Regions from separate parts of the Mus musculus genome. Here all the other regions are linked to region 1. Evidence: chromatin contacts called from public Hi-C and HiChIP or PLAC-seq data. All regions are on one chromosome and are shown on one strand. Each heading gives the region's core, a stretch centred on a gene start, on an enhancer-like site or on the middle of the called end of the contact. The rest is flanking DNA. Distances are from core to core; before and after follow the strand shown.

The links. A called contact is a pair of places that touch in the nucleus more often than the background predicts. HiChIP or PLAC-seq counts read pairs in DNA pulled down with a chosen protein or histone mark.
Region 2: a contact with region 1 is called in an H3K27ac HiChIP or PLAC-seq map of extraembryonic endoderm stem cells. The contact joins the enhancer-like site here to the promoter of Gtf2a1 in region 1. A contact is called at or near these places in 3 of 39 promoter capture datasets (liver, macrophages and pre-B cells), 1 of 15 datasets of contacts at CTCF or cohesin (the NIH/3T3 cell line), 12 of 484 Hi-C or Micro-C datasets (embryonic fibroblasts, embryonic stem cells, granulosa cells and 6 more), 10 of 115 datasets of contacts at active chromatin or transcription factors (the SCID.adh cell line, bone marrow-derived dendritic cells, bone marrow-derived macrophages and 5 more) and 3 of 9 other capture datasets (adipose tissue, liver and pancreatic islet).
Region 3: a contact with region 1 is called in a Hi-C map of muscle stem cells, with 1.8 times the contacts expected there. The contact joins the enhancer-like site here to the promoter of Gtf2a1 in region 1. A contact is called at or near these places in 2 of 39 promoter capture datasets (the HPC-7 cell line and macrophages), 1 of 15 datasets of contacts at CTCF or cohesin (the NIH/3T3 cell line), 6 of 484 Hi-C or Micro-C datasets (CD4 T cells, the G1E-ER4 cell line, the HPC-7 cell line and 3 more), 8 of 115 datasets of contacts at active chromatin or transcription factors (the SCID.adh cell line, bone marrow-derived macrophages, embryonic fibroblasts and 3 more) and 2 of 9 other capture datasets (adipose tissue and pancreatic islet).

The regions. Positions count from the first base shown.
Region 1 is chr12:91,587,343-91,592,046 of GRCm38.p6, forward strand. It overlaps Gtf2a1 (general transcription factor II A, 1), which reads right to left and starts at 2,307. Exons shown (of 9, transcript NM_031391.2): 1 at 2,193-2,307. The coding sequence starts at 2,222.
Region 2 is chr12:91,643,289-91,647,992 of GRCm38.p6, forward strand. It overlaps Ston2 (stonin 2), which reads right to left. Exons shown (of 7, transcript NM_175367.6): 5 at 3,944-4,704. Among named protein-coding and RNA genes, the nearest start is that of Gm16876, 36 kb to the right of the region's middle. Within about 2 kb of position 2,578, at least 32 of the 459 cell types and tissues checked have an H3K27ac peak or open chromatin away from gene starts, as enhancers often do. A contact at or near this core is called in bone marrow-derived dendritic cells, extraembryonic endoderm stem cells, granulosa cells and 2 more, where this site is marked.
Region 3 is chr12:91,549,294-91,553,997 of GRCm38.p6, forward strand. No RefSeq gene overlaps it. Among named protein-coding and RNA genes, the nearest start is that of Gm40541, 15 kb to the left of the region's middle. Within about 2 kb of position 2,853, at least 73 of the 459 cell types and tissues checked have an H3K27ac peak or open chromatin away from gene starts, as enhancers often do. A contact at or near this core is called in muscle stem cells, where this site is marked.

The sequences.
Region 1 (4,704 bases), core at 1,057-3,556:
TTTTTCCCTGTCCTGGTCTACCTTCAGGCTACACCACTAAACTCTATACTGGCCATGTAATTTTAAATTAGTAGGATCAATTTCCAGCAAACCAGATGTTTTAATGTTTCTGAAATCAGTTACCCTAAAACCCTTTCCTTGGAGAGTCCAACACTTGAAGCAGGCAATGCCCTTCTCTGCTACTATGTAATTAATCATTCAGCAACCAGCCTACAACTTAACCCATTCAGAAGCGCCGTTGTTGAAGGAAAAAGGGAAATGCTAAATTCTAAACTTCACTGCAGCAGGCTTTTGTCTTTATGGCATACAAGGTCATTTAGATCTGTCCTTTTAAAACAGTATTCCAAACTCTGAAACTGGCGAATTAGAGACTGCATGTAGCATTAGCAAGTGATTAATAAAGGTTCCTTTTAGAAGATGCTAATTTTTAGGCACAATATTAGGTCACCTAGGTGGATTTTTATACTAGATACCATGCTAGCCACTGGTAAAATTAAAACCACCACTTAATCTTTAATTCTTAAAGCTCAGTTTAGGCTGTGCCTCTACACACACATCAAGCAATAGATTGTGAGCACAGATCTCACAGGGGAGAGTCAGTCACTATTTCTTTGAAAAGCTTCATGCCTTGGGTATTAAGAACACACCACCAAACTCAAGTCCTCCTCCGGAAACATTTAATGTACAACGCATTTTTTTTTTAAGCCGAGAATGTTGACCGTATCTCCTCCAAGGGGGCGGGTGGGGGGGAGGAAATCATTTTATCTGATCTAAAACGATTTAAAATGAAACTCTTATAAAGGGAAGGGAGAAAGAACAAAACGAGGCTGCAATTCTGGCCTACTTCCCACTACAAACAAAGGCAGTACACTCTAGCGGCCACAGCAAAACACTCGGGTCCGTGACAACAGCCTCCCGGCTCCGGAGCGAAATCTCGGCGTGAAAGGAGCCTAGAAATAAAATGAGCTCCGCACGCCGGCTCCTCTCGCCTCGGGAGCACGCACCTCCCAGCCCCGCGCTCAGCAGCTCTCACTATTTAAAGCCGGATCTGGTGTTTAAATGGAGAGGCGGTGACGTAGGCCTGAAAAGCACCTTCCCATCCTGGCAGAGTCTATATTAGAGAGCGGCAATGGCTCTATATAAACAGGGCAGCCAAAGGGAGGAGGACCACAAGGCGCAGGCACTGAAAAGCAGGGTAAGCGGCCGCAGCCATGATGGATCGACCCGAGTCGCCAACGGTATAGTGTCGGGCAGCCGCAGGCTGCTCTGCGGCGTTTGGGACCGGGCAAAATGAAAAAAAAAAATTTTTTTTAAAAATAAACAAACAAAAAAACAAATATTGTGCTTTATTGTCATAAAAAGAAATCAAGAGATGGGGTGGCCTAGTGATCACATTGCGTTGGTGACTCTTTTAAAAGGTTATTTTTATGTGACTGCTTTTTGCAAACCTACGTGATCGCAAGTAACCAAAAAAAAATTTTTTTTTGCTCCTTTTTAAAAAAGGGAGCAACGGGAAGAAGTAGGCAAATCTCGAGGCGAAAGCGGGGACTCTTGGGCCATTCATGTAGGCTTTGTTTGTTCTGGTGCTTAGGCTAGTCGAAGATACCGCGGGGGTTTTGCTTCCCCTTCGCCATTTTACCCACTGGGGAGGAACCGAGATAAGTGCTTTCCAACCTTCATAATTTTTTTGTCTTTTTTTTTTTCTTTCTTTCTTTCCTTTCGGAGGATTAGTAAAATCGGCCCCAAAGGAGGCTCTCCCAAAGCACCACCTCCGGAGAGCCCCCGAAGGCACGCCCGGCCTCGGCGGTATCCGAGAGGCTTCCCCAGACGCGGGGCTCGACCCGCAGCCGCTCGCTCGGGGACTGGCCGGGTCCGGGTCCCCGCGTGGGGCCATCGCCCGCCCGTCCGCGCCCCGGGGTCGGCAAGCCAGGGCCCCAACGGCCTGCGTGGCCCGCCCCGCGGCGCTCCCGGCCCCCGCCGCCCTCCTCCCGCCAGTCCTCGGCGTCCCCCCCGCCCGGCCAGGCCCGCGGCGGGCAGCGGCGGCGGTGGAGGGCGGAGGGGACCCGGTCGGGAGCGCCGCCTCGCCCGGGCCCGCCCCCGCCCGCCCGCCCGTCCGTCCGTCCGTCCCAGCCAGCCGTTGCCTGCCGCCGGAACCTTCGCAGCCCCCGCCGGCCACCGCACCACGTCCTTACCACGGTGTTTGTGTTTGCCGAGTTCGCCATTTCCACACACAACACAAACAAGAGGGAACGAGATAGAAAGAAAGGAAAAAAAAATTTAAAAAAAAAAAAAAAAAGAAAAAAAAAAAAAAACAACTGAGACCCGGAGGGTGACCCAAGTCACCCGCCAAGAGTGGGGCAAAAAAAAAAAAATCTCTCAACAAAACCGATCCAGAAGGAGTAAGAGGCGGGAGAGCAGGAGGAGGGGGGCACTCCTCCCGCAGCTAAAAACCTCGAGAATCGCCTAAAGAAAAAAGAAAAAATGGGGGAAAAAATTAGCCACGACCCCTTAGGGGGTTAGGGGGCGTCACCCGCTCCCCACTCGGCGCCGAGGAGGGAAACCAACACCGGTCACCGCTCCCCGCGCCACCGCTGCCGCCACCGGCTGCAGCTCCAGCCGTCCGGTCCGCCTGCTTCTCCCCTTTATATAGCGAGCCAACGAGCTGCGCGAGCCGCCGCCGCCGCCGCCGCCGAGAGACAGGGCGGAGGGAGGGAGGGGCGGAAAGGGCGGGGGCAGCGGGGGGCGGGGCCGAGCGCGAGACACCGCGAGAACCGCGTGCGCACGCGCGCCCGGGGCGTCGCCAGGTTTCTTTTCCCCCCCCTCCCCCCCGCCCCGGCTGGGTGGCCGGGTGGGCGGGGCCGCGGGCCTGGAGTAAAGAAGGCGCGCGCCGCGGCCTTTTCCCCACCCCCCTATGGCTCGCGCGATCACGTGGTCCGCACCCTGGCGGAAGCGGTCCGTGGCGGTGGTGGTGGCGACCGGTTGGACCGGGAGGCGTCCTCCGGAGGAGGCTGGGGTATTGAGGGAAGCCAGCGATCAAGGGTACCTAGCGCTGCGTCGGGTGGACGCGCAGCCGCTCCGGTGGAGCGGAGGAGTGGGAGTAGCCGCCGAAGCGATAGGCTTCCCCGGAGGATGGCTGCGGAGGGACGGCGGGTCACGTGGCGCGGCTTCCGGCTCCCGCGCGCTGGGGCTTGGGACAGTTTTTAAATGCGGAGTCATCTTTTGATTCGTGAGCTTAGGTCGGATGAGGAGGAAGTTCGCGCCTCTTGCAAAGGACAGACCTCGTGAAGTTGTGTATAAGTCCAAAGGCTAGGAAAGCTTTGTTCTCCCTCTGTCTACTTTACAGAATTAGGGACGCCTGTAGGTGTTTCCAGCCGTTTGTCTGTACAAAATTAAACTATTAGGTGGTTTGGCTAAAATGCCCCAAAGAGTCAGCCTCTACCAACTCAAAAGTACTTTAGATGACTTCTTAGGGTGGTAGAAATGACGAAAAAAGAAAAGGAACTCGGATACAACTACTACATATTTGACTCCCTGACATACATTACTGCTCTGTTTTTAATGTTACCAGAGTGCTGTGATTTGCACACTGGCCAGCACACAGTGACTAACCACATCTGAAACCCATGCCGTTGACTCATCAACTTGCCTGGCCTGTCCCAAGAGATCAGGCAGAGTCTGTTGGTATCTTGGAGTGCAATTCATCGGGAGTTTGACCTGGGACGTGCAAGCAAATTCTGCCTTTGTATCAATATTTTACGGAACAGATTCCTGTTTGGTAGGCAGAATTTAACAACTGCCACTTTCCCTGGTCCTAGGAATATGGGGACAAAATGTAATGTGGACGTGGGCATTTTATGTTCAAAAAGCAATCAGACAATGTCATTCTATGCCAGTGAAGCCAGATAAGTGAAATATCAAAGACTAGAAGAGCATGGAAAGACTACAGATTGTTTCCTATGACCTCAGGGAAGGGGATTAGCGAAGACTGGGACCATGCATACTAAGAAGCTGGACATAAACCTTCTCTTGAGAGAATTTTTTTTTCACCTCAGGGTTTCTCTGGCTTTCCTGTAACTCAGAGAACTGCCTGCCTCTACTTTCCCAGTGCTGGGATCAAAGGCATGCCACCACACTTGACTCTAGGATTTCTTCAACATTAGCTCCATTCTCTCCTTTAATTTCTTTTTTTTTTTTTTTCTTTTTCTCTTTTTTTGTTTGTTTGAGACAGGGTCTACAAGTTCCAGGACTACACAGAATCCTTGTAGTCCTAGCTGGCCTTGAACTCACAGAGATCCACCTTCCTCTGCTCTTTGAGTGCTGGCATTAAAGGCAAGTGCCACAGTACATTTGGCCACTAAATAGTGGCTCAACAGTTCCCTGCAAGGTGTGTCTGGTCTGGAGCACTAGAAAATAATTCACAGGACATAAGTATTTGAAATTGTGATCCAATCAACACTTTGAACATTTTGGGTTTTTTTTAAATATTAAGGTTACCGTTATCATGAAAAACCGGGAGGCCCATTCCCAGTGAGTCTCACTCTGATTTTTTAAGACTCCATGCAAGCCGGCCGTGGTGGCACACGCCTTTAATCCCAGCACTTGGGAGGCAGAGGCAGGCGGAATTCTGAGTTCGAAGCCAGCCTCGTTCTACAGAGTGAGTTCCAGGACAGCCAGGGCTACACAGAGAAACCCTGTCTCGAAAAA
Region 2 (4,704 bases), core at 1,328-3,827, 56 kb after region 1:
CCACGGACTAATTACAGAGCTGTCATTTGTCATCTCTATGAAAACTGTGCTTCACACTGAAAAGCATTCCCCAATTTCACTCTGAATGAGCTAGGTACTAATAACCCTATCTCGTAAATGAGAAAAATTAGATCTCTCTGACAAGGCTAGGTCAATTGCATGAGGGCACACCACCATTAAGCAGCAGCACCAAGAATACAATTCAGATCTCACCAACGTCAAACCAGGTCCTGCATACTCGGTGCGCTGCCTCGGAAGCTGTTCACTACGGTGTGGAAGGCCTCTTAACTCAGATAGGGACCTGAATATTTGTTTCTTTCTAATTAGCATTCATGGACATTTCTGGAATATTGAGAAATGGTTTCTCTCTGTCTCTCTCTCTTTTTTTTTTTTTTTTTTGGTTTTTCAAGATAGGGTTTCTCTGTGTAGCCCTGGCTATCCTGGAACTCACTTTGTAAACCAGGCTGGCCTTGAACTCAGAAATCCATCTGCCTCTGCCTCCCGAGTGCTGAGATTAAAGGTGTGTGCCACCACCACCCAGTGGTTTCTCTTTTTAAAAGGTGACTTCCTTCTCTGATTGTCTCAGAGAATACTCATAGGAACTCTGAAAGTCGAATCTTCTCTTGGATTCCTAGCTTTGGCTATCGAATGTGTAAGTGTGGTGGACAGTTAGGGCAAAACCATTTTAAAACTCGAATGGTTCAATTCATGGTTATAAAGATAAGCATATCTATATGTTAACAGGTCTTTCTTGATGAAATTCAGCATTAACATTCAGGCTGACGTCACTAGGCAGTAGTGTCACACTCTGTTAGTCCCAGCGAGAAATTAACAGCTGGCATGTCTTTAATGCCAGCACTTGAGAGGCAGAGACAGGGGGATTTGAGTTCGAAGCCAGCCTGCTCTACAGAGTACCAGGGCTGCACAGAGAAGCCCTGTCTCGACCCCTGCATAACGATGGTAGTAAAGTAATAGTGGGTGTGACTCCCAATCAGCCACTCCCTTGGCCTCAGTCTATGGAGCACTCTCTGTCGGGAAGCACTACAGAAGCATTTGCTGAATATCTGTTTGCTGTCTCCCTACCCTCTATTCATAGTCCGTTTCTTTTGGTTAGCAATCCTTTCTTCTCTCTCCTTTAGGACAATAATCCTCTCTGGCACTGTCTGCCATCTTGATTGCTCAGGTCACTTGTCAACTTGAGCCAAGTGGCCCAAGGACCAAAAATGATGACAAAAAAATTGTCTCCATGGCTGTACCGAGGAGATGACTGGTAGTTTCTGTGACTAGCGCTGTTTCGGAGCTATCTTTTCTGATGTCTGACTTTAACCTTTCCTTAGTTCAATGACCTACTCATCCTGAAGACCTCTACTCCAACTGCATTTAAGGTCAGCCTTTGTTGCATAAAACTAAAATTCTCCACATGGTGCTTTTGAGTATTTTAAGTCACTTTGACATTATTTGCACACATTGGGAAGCTACAAATCTTTGTTTCCAGGGTGCAGATTATTTGAGGTGTGTATTTATTTGGCTTCATCTATAAAGAGGACCTGTGGTATTGGAAATATAAATGAAGAAAATACCAAATAAAAAAATAAATAAATAAAAAAGAAGAGACCCTTGGCTGGGCAGTGGTGGCACACGCCTTTAATCCCAGCACTTGGGAAGCAGAGGCAGGTGGATTTCTAAGTTCGAGGCCAGCTTGGTCTACAGAGTGAGTTCCAGGACAGCCAGGGATACACAGAGAAACCCTGTTTTGAAAAAACCAAAAACCAAAAAACCAAAAACCCTTGGGAGACTGGAGAGATGGCTCAGTGGTTGAGAGCACTGACTGTTTTTCCAAAGGTCCTGAGTTCAAATCCCAGCACCCACATGGTAGTTCATGTGTAAAGGGATCTAATGCCCTCTTCTGGTCTGTCTGGAAACAGCTACAGTATACTCATATAAATAAAATAAATCTTAAAAAAAAAGAGAGAGAGAGACCCTTGTATGTGCTTTTGTGACTTCAGGTGAGTAGTGTCATCCGTCAGATCTCAGCCTCTCATCTGAGGTCCCAGCTTGAGAGCCCGGTCCTCTCACCTTGGTCTCTTCCCCAGGGCTTTTGTGCCACAGGAGAATTCAGGGCTTCTCATTTCCAATGTCAAGTGAGATGGGCCCCAGTGGCCGAGCCAGCAAGTACCTAAGCACCAGGAGAGCCCAGTGCTGAGCAGGGGAGAAAGGAGGAAGCGAGTACAGGGCAGAATACTGTTTGAAAACCCAGGGTGGCCGCCCCAGCCTTCAGCACAGAGGTCTGACTGTCTCTTCAGTTTGTACTGCCACACCCAGTGTCTGACACAGAAGGCCGGGTTGCCGGGTGGGTGGTGAGTGGGTGGAGGTTGCCTACTTTCTGGGCAGCCTTGGGAGTTGAATAGACTCTTGCTATCTCATCAAATTCCATTTAAGATATGATAATACAACCAATCCACACTTGTAGCACAACACCCTGAACACACAGCAATAGTTTAGCAGAGGTAGTGTGAGAAGGCATGGGCAGTTTCAAGCCAGTATTTTTTTTTTCCCTCCTCCTTCTCCTCTGACTAGCTAATCCACTTTCCTTAACAGATGGGCATGGCTTATTGCAGACAAGAGGAGTGGTTTAAGGGCTTGTTGCGGGCCACTGAGGTCACTTTGACATACTCCAAAAATAAAGCTGTTACTGCTGCCTTGTTTTGTCAGTCAAGAAGTCTTGCTAGTAACTCCCTCAGACACAGTAGCCCAGCCTCTGGCTGGGAGCAGGACAGCTAGGCTGGGAAGTTGGTTTACTTTCTTACTCCTTGCTTTACTTTCTGTCTGCTGGAACGCCAGCCCTTTGGATCTTGATACCCTGGCTATTTAATCTCTTTTCCATCATGAGTCCCAAAACCAAACTCTGGGTCTGAGATATTATGACCGACAGTAGCTGGTTGCGGAAGGCTCAGTTCTCACGTACCCTGAGCATATGACTGGGGGTCGTTGGGAAGGTTCCTCTTCAGAACGCACACGCTCTGCGATCTCGGAAGGAATTGCCTCTAGTACCTCAGCTAATATTTTAATTTAGAGTTCCAGAAGAACAAAACTTCAACAGAGCTTGAACAAGTAAAAATGCTTTCACAAGAACCTGAAGGTGATGTCAGGTGAAAGAGCCAGGGGTGGTGTTGCCTGCAGATAATCCCAGAGCTGGGGCTGGGCTGGAGACGCGGCTCAGAGGCTGAGTGCCCTGGCTGCTCTTGCAGAGAACCAGGGTTTTATTGCTACCACTTGCACGGTGAGCCACACGCCTCTGTAATTTCAGTTCCTTGGGATCTGACACCTTCTTCTGGCTGCTGCAGGCAATGCATGCGCATGCACGGGTGCACAGACATGCATGCAGCCCCAAAGCCCATACATAAAATAGTAAAATAACTAAAACAACAAAACACACAAACCATCAGGAGGAGGAACAAAGACAGGTGGATCACTTGGCTTACTGGGCGGCCAATTGAGCCAAACTGGTAAACTGAGTCCAGGCCAGTGAGAGAATCTTTTTCACAAACAGGGTGGCTAGCACCCTAGGAATGGCATCTGATGACAGTCTCCAGCCTCCACACATATGCACACGTGCATTTGCACACACACACCACACAAGAACACGGAACACGTGCCCGCAGTTCAGAGGCTACCCTGGACAGTTATTTAGCTGCCCTGCTGAGTAGTATAATAAATATATTTTATGGGAGATGAGAATGGTAAGGCTGGAAACAGAAGACATATACTAGGTCATGGTTATAACTATACATGGACCTTTCTAGTCTCCTTTTCTCCCCTCCCTATTACCACCACCATACATTCTAACTAAATGCTACACACAGGCCTATTAGTCTATAGGAGGTTGACTCCACCTCCTAAGCAGTCTCAGTGGTTGTATCCAGAGATGAGAATCCCTACCTACCTGAGTTCTTGTCTGGCAGCCGGTTTATCCTCCACACAATGGAGTTGAAGGCGTGCTCATACTTGGCCGTTCCCAGAGTTACTCTCATGACGGGCTCGGAGCCAGAGGCACCGGCAGAACCAAAACTTGCCCCCCGGTTCACTTTGGCTTTCAAAGACTTTTCCCCTAGAACGCTGTCCCTGCGGAAGTTTTTCACCCACTCGCTGGGCACTGGGTAGCGGACCATTACGTTCTCACAGGGAACCTGAGTGAGAGGGTCGCGGTTAGAGGAGAAGCCGGGGGACATCCTCAGCCAGCTCTGCACCTCTACTTCCGCCCCGTTAATGCTCGCTGCGGTCCTGAGTGTGAAGGGCAAGGTCTTCTCGGCAAATACGGTCCTAAACCTCATGAGCTCAAACCGGCATGCGTCCAAAGGGTTGAACAGAATAACCCGGGAACTGTTAAACACGTCCTCGTCCACGCACCCGTGGAAACGGCACTCGTGGAGCTTGATCCACTTGGTGGTGGTGGTGGGCATGATGTCCTGCCGGGAAACGATTTCGTTCCCTTTGATGAGGATGTCATTGAGGCCCAAGCGGCACTCGGCGAGCCCAGAGAGGAAACTCAGTATGTGGATCCGTGTCAAGACATGATGCTGTAAGATCTGGTTGTCTCCCTTGCCCACTGTGCCAGAGAACTCGTCTCGGACGTCCACCGTGATCTCCTCTTCGAGGTAGTTTAAGCCGACTGTGCTCAGGTCCATGGACAGCACTGGTAAATCC
Region 3 (4,704 bases), core at 1,603-4,102, 38 kb before region 1:
ATGATACTGTTTTACTTGCAGAAAGAAGCCTAGCAAAACTGTCCTTAGAAAGGCTCTACCCAGCAGCTGACTGAAACAGATGCAGAGGCCCACTGACAAACATTGGACGGAGCTAGGGCATCTTATGGAAAAGCTGGGGGAAGGATCGAGGGCCTTATTTAAGAGTCGTTTGATGTCACAGAACTGGAGAGCCACTCAGAGGCTTTGTGCGGAAGAACGGGCCTGAGTGACGTAAACGTTGAGACAAACACCCTGGTTGAGCTGTTGAAGAGGCACTGGTTGAAAAACCGTTCAAAAGCACAAGAGAGTAGCCATGTCAGACACCGTGGGGCCACACAGCTTCTGCCACAGCTGTCTCCCTCAGCTATTACAGCACAAGACTAGCTGTACACAATAAGAAAATGAGCAGCTGGCTGGCTTCCCTTGAAATGAGTCGTGAGTGCTGACGTTTTAATGTCGTGGTTCATAAGCTTCCAGAGTCTCTTGATTTTCCCAGCCATTAAACAATACAAAGCTCTGGGACTGTGGAGATGGCTGGAAATACCTGCTGCCAATGCACTATCATCTGAATGCAGATTTCCAGGACCCGTGTGACAAGGCTGGTACCCTGCTCCTACAACTCTAGCACTGGTGTGAGTCGCAGGGGGCCAAGGAGTGATGACAGACTGGCAGATCCTTGAAACTCACTGGCCAGACAGCCTAGCCTAATCAATGAGCTTCATGTTTTCAAGCTTCGTGCTTTTAAAACACTCTCAAAAACAATACATTGGGGGGGGGGGTGCATGGGGGGGATAAAGAACACTTATTTCTCTTGTACAGGACCTAGGTTTGATTCCCAGCACCCACAGATGGCTCATAACCTTCTGTAACTCTAGTTCTAGGACACTCAACATCCTCTCTGGCCTTTCTGAGCACTGTGCATATGTGGTGCACAGACATTCATGCAGACAAAACACCATGCACATTTAAAAAAATGTTTAAGTGACTTAAGTTACTACCTTCATTATTTTAAAATGTGCTACCCAGTATTAAATATATTCATATGGTTTCAAAACTACCTCCAAAGCATTTTTTTCACTTTGCAAAGCTGAAACCATATATATATTAAGCATTTCTTCACTCCCCAGCTCTTGGTGTCTGCCATTCCATTATTTCTAAGAACTTCACTACTTTAGATTCACATGGGCTCACACACTACCTCTCTTTGGGGGATTGCCTAATCATTTATATAAACATAAGAAAACAGGCACACCATTGCATACACTAGCAAGATTTTGCTGAAAGGACCCAGATATAGCTGTCTCTTGTGAGACTGCCGGGGCCTAGCAAACACAGAAGTGGATGCTCACAGTCAGCTATTGGATGGATCACAGGGCCCCCAATGGAGGAGCTAGAGAAAGTACCCAAGGAGCTAAAGGGAACTGCAACCCTATAGGTGGAACAACATTATGAACTAACCAGTACCCCGGAGCTCTTGACTCTAGCTGCATATGTATCAAAAGATGGCCTAGTCGGCCATCACTGGAAAGAGAGGCCCATTGGACTTGCAAACTTTGTATGCCCCAGTACAAGGGAACACCAGGGCCAAAAAGGGGGAGTGGGTGGGTAGGGGAGTGGGGGGGGGGGGTGGTGGGTATGGGGGACTTTTGGGGTAGCATTGGAAATGTAAATGAGGAAAACACCTAATAAAATTTTTTTAAAAAAAGATAAAAAAAAAAAACAGGCAACATAAGGAAGATTAAAACTCATCACTGATGCATTGAACATCACTGAGTTGAATATATAAAACTGGTTAGGATAACTATTTTATGTTGGCTTAACACATTAAAAACTATCTAAGCCCTCAGCACTCTTGCAACAAGCACTTAGGAGCTGCTTTATCTAAAAGCACCGACTCCTCGCTTGAGCCCAAGAGGTAATGAGAAAGCAGTAGAAGGTGCTGGCTCTAGAGAGTTCAGTTGGTAGTGTCTGCCTAGCATGCACAAGGCTCAGGGTCTGTGCCCTAACACCACAAAACCAGATATGATGCTACACATCTTTAATCCCTTGAGAGGTAAAGGCAGGAGGATCAGAAGTTCAGGGTTATCCTTGGCTATGTAGCAAGTTTGAGGCCAGCCTGAACTACTTGAAAACTCTCTCTCTCTTTCAATCTTTCTCTCTCTGTCTGTCTCTCTGTCTCTCTCTCTACACACACACACACACCCCTATGTCTGTTGTTCTGGGAGTCAGTCTCCTGCATTTCACATTGCCATGACAATCACTAGGGACTATCAATCAACCTAACCCATCTTCCCCGGTTCTAAATCTGCGGACACCTTGGATTCTAGAAACGGTAACCCTTCAGTACTATCCACCTCGAAGCCGAGAATGCTGAAGACTGTGCTGAAGAAGCCACACCCTGGAGCAGGAGCATTACCTTGTTGGGAACCAGACTGGCACGTAGCAGAGACAGCATTCAGCTTCCAATCGCCTGGTAAGTGCCAGGATGACAACCAGAACACACCTTGACCAACCCCCCCCACACACACACACACACAAAACTTTCACCCCTTGCCTCAGTTCTCTATTTAAATAGAAGGCTCATGTCAGGGCAATCACTGGATCTCTGCATTTGTCTTCCCAACACCGCCATGCACTGCTTTTTACCATGGCTGGTTATTAATTGGGGTACTAGGCCAGGTGGCTGAGCCTAGCACGCTGAAGCTGCCAAATTGCTCTATTACACTGCGACTAAACCAGTGGGAACAAGTAATTATTTCTTATTTAGAGTTATTCATAGGCGTGAATAATAAAAAGCACACAGAGTTTAACCGGCCCTTTTATCGTGCTCCGAATACACTATCCTCCCCTTGTCTGCTCACAAGACAGACCACGCCCCGCACCCCTGCACAGCCCTGCTGCTACACATGCCAAGTGAGACAGGATTTCACAGCTTGCCTTGGCAGCAATCCAGGCAGCAGGAGCGCCCACACGCACACATATTTGACTTTGAAGACTGGGGTGTTTATCTTCGTTTGTTAGAGCTGTTTAATCACAAGATAATATGAACTGGAAGACTAACAAACAAGTAACCAATCGTCACTGTTCTGGAAGCCGGGACGCCCGTGTAAGATCCTGGCACGCCCAGCATCTTTCAAGAGACCGTGCTTGGCTTCCATCTCACACAAGAGAGGTTAGCTAACTGTGGAGTACCATGTAGCCTCGCACTCATCCTGGAGTTATCAGGAACCTGGTGTCTTTATCTCAGAGTCCCAACTTCACATGTGATTGCTGTGAGGACTGGGATTTCAATATATGAATTTGAGAAGAGACACAAGACTTTCAGAACGTAGCACTAACCTAAAAATGTGCTACACACTGCTTTACGACCGGGCCACTTTAATTGCAACAGGACACGCTCAAATATTAGTTGAACATAGACAAATCTACGTTCTTTGATTCATCTGCAATCATATAAATAACATAAAAAAACATTTTAAAAAAGTATAATAAGTTTTATGTGAACTCAACACAGTATCTTCCCTTTGGGAAAACAAAATAAATACTTCCCTCACCCAAAAACCCCTTTTCCTTTAATTTCATTTTATTTATTTATATTTTTATTTTTTTTGGTTTTTCGAGACAGGGTTTCTCTGGTAGCCCTGGCTTTCCTGGAACTCACTCTATAGACCAGGCTGGCCTCGAACTCAGAAATCCGCCTGCCTCTGCCTCCTTTCCAACTTTGAAATCTCTTTTCATGAGACAAGCCCTCTCCCACTCTCCCACTGGTACCAAGATTCAGCCTTTTTTCTCTCCCAGCAGGGGGCTCAAGGAAATTCTAATTCTGTGGAGGACTACTGCTTCAATAATCTGATAACCAAAGGAGGAGGCAGACACATCCGTCTTTAGAATATCTTCCCTCTTATCAAGACAGTTAAAAAATTATCTACTCACCTCAATCAATAGAAACCAGGTAGACAAAAGGAGGAATTATGCCCAAGTCCAGCTTGGTGACATCGCCAATCAACCAGCTTCCTTACAGAAGCACAGAGCACTCAGGCAGGCAGCTGCATCACCGAAGTCTCAACACCCAATTAACCTTCAACCTCCCCTAAGTTCTCACCCCTACACTAAGACTACCTTAGTGGCAGGATGACCTGCAGCCGAGGCAGGGGTCGTGATGACTTCAATGGGGGGGGGGGTATCCTCACCCTGTCACTCCCACAAAGAAATGTCTTACACGCGTTCTCGCGACCGGCCAGGAAGAACGCAGCAAACCAGAATCTTCTGCGGCAAAACTTTATTGCTTACATCTTCAGGAGCAAGAGTGCAAGAGAGCAAGAGAGCAAGAGAGCAAGAGAGAGAAAAGGAACAAGAACAAGAAAGCAAGAGAGAGAGAACAAGAAAGCAAGAGAGCAAGAGAGAGAATGGCGAAACCCCGTCCCTTTTTAAGGAGAATTATCCTCCGCCTAGGACGTATTACTCCCTGATTGGCTGCAGCCCATCGGCCCAGTTGTCAGCACGAGAAAGGCAGAACACATGGCGGGAAAACTGCCCCTGCACGTGTGCAGATTATGTTTACCACTTAGAACACAGCTGTCAGCGCCATCTTATAATGGCAAATGTGAGGGCGGCTCCCAACAGAAATGGTTTCATTACCAACACCTTAGAACCCTGTCAGTGGGCATTGTTCTCCTTCTGTTCTGTGACTGCCATCCAATGCCT